Linked DNA regions of Drosophila melanogaster: all the other regions are linked to region 1. Evidence: chromatin contacts called from public Hi-C data. All regions are on one chromosome and are shown on one strand. The core of a region is the stretch at or near the end of the contact, and the rest is flanking DNA. Distances in the headings are between cores, read along the strand shown. Region 1 holds the start of CG32115. Region 2 holds the start of nebu (nebulosa). Region 3 holds the start of CG11263.

Evidence for each region. A called contact is a pair of places that touch in the nucleus more often than the background predicts.
Region 2: a contact with region 1 is called in a Hi-C map of the Kc167 cell line, with 2.2 times the contacts expected there. A contact is called at or near these places in 6 of 107 Hi-C or Micro-C datasets (the Kc167 cell line, the OSC cell line, the S2 cell line and 1 more) and 2 of 7 datasets of targeted methods (the Kc167 cell line and the S2 cell line).
Region 3: a contact with region 1 is called in a Hi-C map of the Kc167 cell line, with 2.6 times the contacts expected there. A contact is called at or near these places in 14 of 107 Hi-C or Micro-C datasets (the Clone 8 cell line, the Kc167 cell line, the ML-DmBG3-c2 cell line and 5 more) and 3 of 7 datasets of targeted methods (the Kc167 cell line and the S2 cell line).

What each region holds. Positions count from the first base shown.
Region 1 is chr3L:12,912,374-12,915,329 of dm6, forward strand. It overlaps CG32115, which reads right to left and starts at 1,273. Exons shown (of 2, transcript NM_168529.2): 1 at 683-1,273; 2 at 1-622. The coding sequence starts at 1,154.
Region 2 is chr3L:12,841,824-12,844,956 of dm6, forward strand. It overlaps nebu (nebulosa), which reads right to left and starts at 1,283. Exons shown (of 5, transcript NM_168523.2): 1 at 957-1,283. CG10948 reads right to left here. Exons shown (of 7, transcript NM_168524.2): 7 at 2,431-3,101. The coding sequence ends at 2,838.
Region 3 is chr3L:13,005,497-13,008,511 of dm6, forward strand. It overlaps CG11263, which reads left to right and starts at 1,321. Exons shown (of 1, transcript NM_140361.2): 1 at 1,321-2,385. The coding sequence starts at 1,416. The coding sequence ends at 2,213. It also overlaps the pseudogene CR14117.

The DNA.
Region 1 (2,956 bases), core at 23-2,522:
GTAATTATTGAAGCCTTATTGAGTGTGCTTAATCGTTTAAGATTTGGGTGTTGTACAAAATGGCTAACGCTTTTAGGATCATAAAATCCGCACTCCAACCCTCGTAGTTCATTTAATTTCGAAATAAGCTGTACCATTTCATCATCAATGTTAAAACCTAAACGCAATTCCCTTAGTGTAGATTTTTCCTTTTCGTGTAAAGCTTTAAGGAGCTGAAAGATTGGAATGGACCGCGTATAAGTTGAGACTGCTCCAATTTCCTCGAAGTACATGCCCATATCTTCTTCTTCTTCGTGCGATTCAATGTCGATTTCCATATCATTTTCATTATTTTCAGGCAGCAGAATTATCAATTTTTGTAGCCTATTTAAACGCGATAGTCTGACGTAATCATTATCCCATGCATTATCATCCAGTATAAATTTTAAATTCTTTAAATTGGAGCAGTGGGGAACGATTTGAGCTAGCTTTCCATGGTCGGAAAAGTGACTTTGATTCACTTCCAAGGTACTCAATTTAGGGTTATAAAGGCAAAATTTCTCAAGGTCAGAAATTTCAATAGATGCCGTTAGGATGAGCTTGGAGATATTTCGAAAGCCATGAAGGTTACGTATTTCACGACCTGCAATGTAAAAATTATGTTATAGAAAAATATATGCGTGTAGACACGGATTCCATTTACCTGGTATATTAAGAATTAACTCAATTGGTTTGCTGTTACGTTTCAATTGCAATATCTTTAAAATTTCATCAGCGAAACTCGAGTGCTCCTCGTAAAAGAATGCATCGAGATTATTCAGTTTAAGTCTTCGAATACTGGGATTTGATACGATACTAGTTATGATGTTCACCAAATGCTTTCTTCCTTCCTCTGTTTCTGCATTTAGAGTTTTATACATCGCGTCAAGGTTTATGGTTATATTTCTCCGCGGAACTACATGCAACTCATGTATCGCCAAACGTGTGTAGAAATGTATATCCCAGTCCCTAACGATTCGTGTAAATTTAAAGCTTGCGGTAGCGAAATTAAGGATATCAGCGTATTTTATGATCTCCTCAGTTTCATCGCCATGCTGTGTTTCACAGTTTTTCTTCAGAATGTCGAGTATGCGAAAGAAAGCAAAATGATTAATGTCTGTTATTTGGGTTTTCATTTTATGGCAGGAAACTGTATATATATCTCTACATATATATGTATATTAAAGTATATATGTATAAAAGTAAAAATGTTCGCTAAGAAACGTCCGATACGGTCTCGATTTGAAGGTATATTGCTCTTTAGCTATGAGACAATTTCATTGTGACGGCAATAATACCATACCCTATACTTTCGAGGTGGTTTAGGCTACCTAATGTTATTATAACTTTTGTCTAAATTTATTTCACTGATTTTGATTTGGTATATAATTCTAGTTGCGGAGCTATAACTATGAATTATATTATTTTGAACACTATTGCTAATGACAATACAACATACAGGGTATTTCCTTCTCGAGCATTGGTTATTACATGTTACTTGTTATTATCGCTGTTGATAATACAAAAGTCACACTTATGCAAAGTTGCGTGTATGTGGAGAGTGATGAAATTAAGAGGATCATGTAAGAGAAAACGCGCTCTATTATTGTTCTCTTTGTACTCTGTCATTGTTGCCTCTTCCATGCATGTTAGAGAGTAATCGTGCTATTCGCTTGCAGACAACGAGAGAGTACAGTTCTATCGTTTGCTTAAATAAAATTATTATTGAATAGTTAGAACATTGAGAGTGTTTCACTATTTGGTTGATGGTCTGGCTTATAATATACATACTTAAACGTATTATATTATATTAAATTCAATAATCGCGTTAAAAGAATGAGCGGATTGTTGTCCAGAAATAATTAAGGCATAAGCCGATAGTTTGTAAATAATTAAGCGGTATGATATCGATACATACAGAAGAGATGAGAGAAGAGTTTGAAAAGAAGCGCACGCGAAGTTTGTGAAAGCTATAGTTAATTAAGTATAGTTTCACAATGTTACTGTCTTAGCCAACACACAATAAACACTCCACCACTCGAAAAGCCAGCCATATTTGCATTTTACACTGGCTTTTGAGGGTGTAATTAATTGATCAAATAGTTGGATAAACCAAGACAATTGGATGGGGTGTATGCATGTAGAGCTCGTTATGTTAATGTGACGACGGACATCATTATTTAAAAGTTGAGGGCATCGCAGGGATTTATGATCTTCGCCACGCCCTGTGAATGAAAACTTAAAGCGCAGTTAAAGTTTGTTTAAAGTAGTTGCCGTGGCCAAGTGAAACTGGCAGCTGCACTTAATTTGCAGTCAGCTCATTTGTTTTGCCAACCACCTAGCCACCCATCCACCCCAAAAACCCCATGAAGCTGGCATTTTTCTCTGCCTGTCCCCCCTTTTTATATCCCAGTTATCTCGTACTCCTTACGTCTCTATCCCATGGTATGCGGTTAAAAAAAAAAGAGAAGAAACTTTAGAAGCCGTTACTTCTGGTTCGTCCTTCCACCGCTCGGAAAATCCGCCCCGTAGCGTTGTTGTTGCGGGTGCGTGTAATCTACTCAAAGCAAATAAATTTTTAATGCTGACTAATGTAGAAAATGTGAGCAGAAATTTACCTGGAAAACTATAAGAGACCGTGGCGTCAACTTCCGCATTTTTACTCCATCCTTATCCTTCCAGCTTCAAGACTTTAGTTCTTGGTCCATCGTAATTTGCAACGCAGGATATTACAAATTGAAAACGAAGCCCGGCTCGCTGAATATTTACTTAGGGCTGAGAAATCATTTTTTAAAAGGTATGAGAAAATGACCCAATTGCGAATGTAAGAACTTGACAACATTTTGAGGCATCGATGGGTCATGCAATTATGAAAGGCAACAAAACAGCGCAACAAATTGGCGAAAATGGTAAGTCATTAAAACAAACATCACAGAAA
Region 2 (3,133 bases), core at 33-2,532, 71 kb before region 1:
CAAGTGCACCACTTTCAATTTTACACAATGAAATGGAAAAGACACGAGAAGCCGCTTAGAAATGGTTTACTTCTCCCTCTTTCTCTATGAATTTATGTATTTTTCACAATTCTTTTATACAATTCTTTTACTGGTTGTAATCTCTATCTGCGCTAGTACTTAGAATATTAAAGTGTAATACTTTTTATCGGCAAACAACATTTTTTTGCGTTGACGCTCATTTTAAAATTTCATTTCCTCTCGGCTTCATCTGTGACGTCAAAAAATATATATTTCCTAATGCTCAACAAGTTTTCGATATGTTTTTATATATTAATGGTAATCTGTGTTAATTATTTATTGTTTGGTTTTCAGTATCCCGTGACAAGGTAAAACTATATTACTATCGCCAATTGTATCATAAATAAAATTGAGTTAATTCTAACTATAAATTATAAATAATCGTGAAACTTAAACCTAAAAATTAATTTTTAACACTTTTGATTGATAGAAACACTTAACTATTCGAAATTTCGTAAAAATTCCAGACTTGATTGGAATTTAATTATATCAAAAATTTTGAAAACTTGTTTAAAATTTCAAAGTTTAAATATTAAAATCTCTTAGAATAAGTCATCATAAAAAGTCATTAGTGCAAAAAAGCATCGCATAATCAGATGAATTCTTTTTTCAATATTTTAAAAACAGTGGAAAATTTTGAAAATATAAACCTGCTATTTTCACACAGGTTTCACATTGATATGGGTACGTATATTTGTACTAAAAATGAACTCAAGTTGTTTCAGGTTTCTGTATTTATTTTGAAATATTTTTCTGCTTTTCCCCCTAGCCGGTAATTTATCACTTTGTCCGGCAGATTGGTATAAATTTTGGTGTTCTGTGTTATTTGTCGCTTTTTCGGAAATGCCAATGGCTCTCAAACTACGTTCAAAAGACCGGGTGAAAATCGAACTTACCCGCGTAAAAAACAAAAACACGAGTTTTGTTGTTGCCCCTGCAGCTTCCCACTCGAATTCGTGAACTTGAATTGTCCTTTGAAGAGAGAGACTTTCCTTTATCTCCCCTTTTTTTTCGATTTGTTCCGTTTTTTTTGCACAAAGAAAGTGCACGTAATTATATTAAAATATACAGCGGCGGACGAAATTACAGTTCACATGCACGCACTTAAAACACCCCGTTACTTGGACATGTACGACAAAATCAGTGGTTCGTTCCAATGGAATCCTCCTGCGGGCTTCTGGAACAGAACCGCGCGCCTCGAATTCGCAAAAACGACTGATAGCATTGATATAGACGGGCCTCCCTCGTCGACGTTCGCAGCGGCACAGCGGCAGAAAAGCACTCCAAATACACCGATGCACAGAGAGAAAATACGTGCTGTTTATGGCTATTCATTCTTTGATGGTATAAGAGAGATATTCTCTTAAATACCAAAAGGCTCTGTAATAATTAAAGAGGTATAATAACGCCTATTAGGTTGAAAAAATATGTTAGGCCAATTCAAAAACAGAAGTGATTTTTTTCCGTGCTGCGTAGTACTTTGTTTTTGCTTTGGGAAATTTACGCTCATGTTCTTATTCTCTCTTTCATCTCCCCCTTTGCATATGTAGTTGTTGTTGTACTTTCATCTCTCAGTAATTTTGTTTTTGCGGTTACGGCTTATTCTAAATTTCCAAACGCGCTTTAAGTACGATAAACGTTTCGTTGACGTCACAAATATTGGGTAAACTCATAGGTAGAGTATGGAATTTTATCACGTCACTGAAATATGTGGGAGAGAACGGGGAGGTAGAGGGGTCAAAGGACACGGGGAGGCAGGATGCTGTTGGGCATTGTCCTTGGCAGAGGACGCGCAGCTTCATTTCGCGCACTTTATAGCGGCTTACGCCACAAACGTAAGCTCCTTACGTAATGTTTTGGAGTTACATATGTGTATGTACATATGTAATGTATTTCTGCAGGATAACAACAGACTTCATCATATTGTATGTAATAAAATATTTCACCAAGTCCATGAATTCTTGCTTAGGAGGAAGCTGAAAATTCTTTCGACTGTATTTTCATAATACAACTTTAGTCAAAATATCACAAGAAATAAAAGAATTTGGAATAATAATCGCATTCATTAAATCCTTTTTAATGGATCAATCTTGTTAAAGCTCAAATAAAACTGCTAATGTTATTTGACATCGTGTTCGATTTCAATTAACGAATCATGTAAAGCTTGTGAATCAGGAAGCTTACAACTGATAACCAAACTCATAAATTAAGTTTAATTTTATTTTAATAAAATCAATTTTAAAAATAAGTATGGAAATCTCAAAATATTTAAGATGCTGTATTCGATTTCAAGATTAAGCTCTCTTGAAAGATGTGTGTTTGTGTCATTAACCAAATATTTTATCTGATTCAAATTAAAGAAAACTCTTTGTAGTTTAGCATACAATTTATTTGGTTCCATTCTTTCGCTTCCGTTCAACAAAAGCAACGCGACCTTCTGCCTCTCAGTTTATTTAAAATATTGATGTATATATATTTTGTATATATTGAATTCATTTAGCTTAAGTGTATATATATTCTTTAGGTTGAGTTATTTAAATAATTGAAACGGTAGTTAGTTTGTGGTGTCTTTCTTCCGATTGAGTTAACTTCGAGTACTTGCCCTTAAACCTGGATCTGGTCTCATTAAGTCGTGATTTCATTGAAAAACTTGCGTCTTTCCTTTGGTTAACATTTCACTTTCCTCCGCTTACTCGCTACTCATTATGATATAGTTGTAAGATAATTAAAGCATTTAATTGTCATCTTATTCGAGTCTACATTCCGCATTCATCCCCTCACTTTGACTCCGTCTGAGATTCAGTTGGTTCGCTGAAGCCACAGAATCTCCACTTCTCCTTTTCCGGCTTGAAGAGATTTGTGTACTTTCCGAGTATATTGGCTAGATCATCATGGTTACTGGGGGCAGCGTTATTGCGCAGCATTTCGCTTAAGTAACTGGCTATGTTGGCGATTTCAACGCCATAGGGATGCAGCACCAGATAGGCTGAGGCCAGAGCAATTATCTTGGCTTCAGACAAGACTAGCGACTTGAAAGTCACCTAAAACAAGGAATAGTGATTAGAAATATGCA
Region 3 (3,015 bases), core at 71-2,570, 93 kb after region 1:
CTAAGTAATTCATATCTTAAAATAAGACAGTATTGTATACATTTTTAGTTAAATATTTACTTTATGTATTATTTTATTTTATATCACCAAATTTATGTATATATTAACTACATATATGTCAGCAATTACATTTATTTGCAGATCCAACAGCCCAAAGAAGATAAGCAAATGCGATATATTTGGTACACTCAATTTACTTAGCAGGGCATTAAAATTAAACCTGATTTGCTCTTTGAACGGCTCAATTCGGTGATGTTGCAGTTGCCTGGGCCGCGATTTAATTACAAGGACCAAAGCGGCTCCTGCAGTGCCAATGGCAATATAAATGGCAATGTTGAAAGCGGAGCACTGGGCCCGCATCTAAGCGCATTAAGTATGCGCCGCGTGCGCCAATTAGATTGAGTCAGCTGCCTGGAATTACGGCCAGTATTGTGTGCAAACCTCCTTTGCCATCTTCTTTCACTTTTTTATTTTCGTCGTTTTCCATCCAATGCGCTTACAAACCAATTAACCTTTTGCAGTGCAATCGCTTCGGGTTTTATTATTAGCCGGAGCGAAAGGTGCGGATTTGCGAAGAAGCACTTATTTGTTCCATTTTGCGGTGATGACCACTTTAGACTGGCCCCTGCCGTGAGCTGGCCGTTAGCAAATCGATCGGATTGCTACAAATCTTCGGGCATCGTCGGTGATTAACTTGTGGTCAAATCATAAGCGATTCAATATCCTGGCAACCAATCCAGTTCCATTATCTATGCCCTTAATTATAGGTGAGCTGTAAGGCAAAGCTCCTTTAAACTTGGTTAAGTAATGGGCGTCTTAAGACTATAAATGTTAGCAAGTAATAGCACACATAAGCATTTTGACATTTTTCCGGAAGTAGTAATTAAAAAATGTATTTCTTATTAATAGTTAATAGAAAGTAATACAAGTGCTTTCTAAACAGACACCTCAAATTAATGCTAAAGTTCAAACATTACGACTGCCACACTTTGAAATGCCACGCCCACAATTTTTTAATTTTTCCTCATTTTATTCTTCAATATCTATCGATATCCCAAAAAAATTATGAAATTTCGCTTTCGTTCTACTGGCTGAGTAAAGGGTATCTGATAGATAGTCGGGGAAGTCGACTATAGCATTCTCTATTGATTTTTATTTAATTTTTTCAGTGTGGTGTGTGACCTGGCTAAATGAGGTGAGTGTGTAAGCCAACCGAGGAATGTGTATCAACTAAGTCGGAAGGTAATCGATAGTTCTGATAATTGTTGTCCTTATACCATCTCGATTCCAATGTAATTCTTGATATCGATAAATTTGCTGTCGTTGTTCTTTTCAAAGCTTTTATTATCCGAAAAGGTTAGTTTCTATTAAAATTGGTATTTAAAGTAACTTAAGGCAAATTAGCATAAATTACAATGAACAAGAGCGATGGAAACGAGAGCTTTGCTCTGGACAGTCTCCCGGAAAACATTCGTTACCCTTTCGGAAAACGAGAACTGGAAATCCTGGAGAAGCAACTAGATCGAATTGTTTTGATATACCAGGTGGATACCACATACCACAGTGCACTAAAGGACATAAAGGATCAGAAGATCATATCGCTGCTGGTGGAGCCCAGTTTTTACGGACGACATCACCCCACGTCTATTTTGGTGGTAGCCACGTGCAATGGAACGTACATTTTCGACATCAAGGCCCTTGGCTTGATATTTCTGGAACTGGCCAAGATTCTGGAGGCGGATCAGCCGCGCAAGGTAATCCACTACAGCCACCGGATCGCCGATCATCTGTTGCATAGGCAACGCATCTCGTTGGGAGGAATATTTGATACCTTTGTGGCTGTATGCCTGAGCAGCAACACAAGAATTCCGTACACCTTGCCAGAGGCTATATCTCTCGTCTTCGGACTACCCATGGAGAAGGTGACTGGAGGCTGTGAGTCGCAGCGTAACTTCACTGCTCGTCCACTGACCCACAGTCAAATGAGATACTTGGCCAAGTTGGTCCAGCTTCAACACATAATGCACGATCATTTGAATTATAGTCACATCTTTTGCGCCGAGGTTTATCGCATATCCTTAGAGTTCAGCCACAGCTACTACGGCTTACGGTCCTGCGACGTCGCCATAAACATGGCACCTGCCAGTAGCTTCGGGTTCCAACTCTTAGATTCATTCTGCAAAAAGGCCGACAAGGAACTCGAGCAGATCTAGGAGAGCACCAAATGGGTCGCAAGGTAAGGGATTAGTTTGGCAGGAATGTAATGTAATAGCTTCTGCTGATATGTGTCTCATATATGCATATATGAGGTCAAGCATGATAGGTCAAGGGACTTGCATGATATGCTCTCTTATTAAATGAAAATTTTTTTTCTTAAAAGTTCTCAAAAATCACGTTTTTTTATGAAACTAAAAGAATACAATATCTAAAGTGTAATCATTCGGCCACTTCATCGACTCTATATATTTATAAGAATATTCTTTTATACATAAATATCTTATAAGAAGTAGGTAAGATACCTAAAAAGAAAACCGTTGCTTACATACCCTTACAGTTTTACATTTTAGCTAATTTAAGACCCAAATGAAACATTTATTAAAAGAAGTCCCATGTAATACAAAAAAGATCAAACACAACGGAACTATATTTTATTTTTTATTATCCAATTACATTACATTACAAAAATATAATGACCCAATAATGATTTATTGTTCCCTTAAATTATATCGATATCGAAACGATAGAGGCCCGATCAATGAAGATCGATAGTCAAAAAACTGGTCACCTTAAAAGCAATGACTGATCAGCTGTCCAAAAAACCTAAATAATAAATAATTTGAATATTAATAAATAAATAAAGTTTTTAAGAAAATCTGGAGGAGCACAAATATTAGAAGAAAATTCAGAAAAACAAAGTCACTGTCAAAACACCATCAAATATGAACCGGACCCTGAAGATACAAATGAACAAATGATAAAGAATACAGAACATATTAAGGATAGATGTCAAAATTT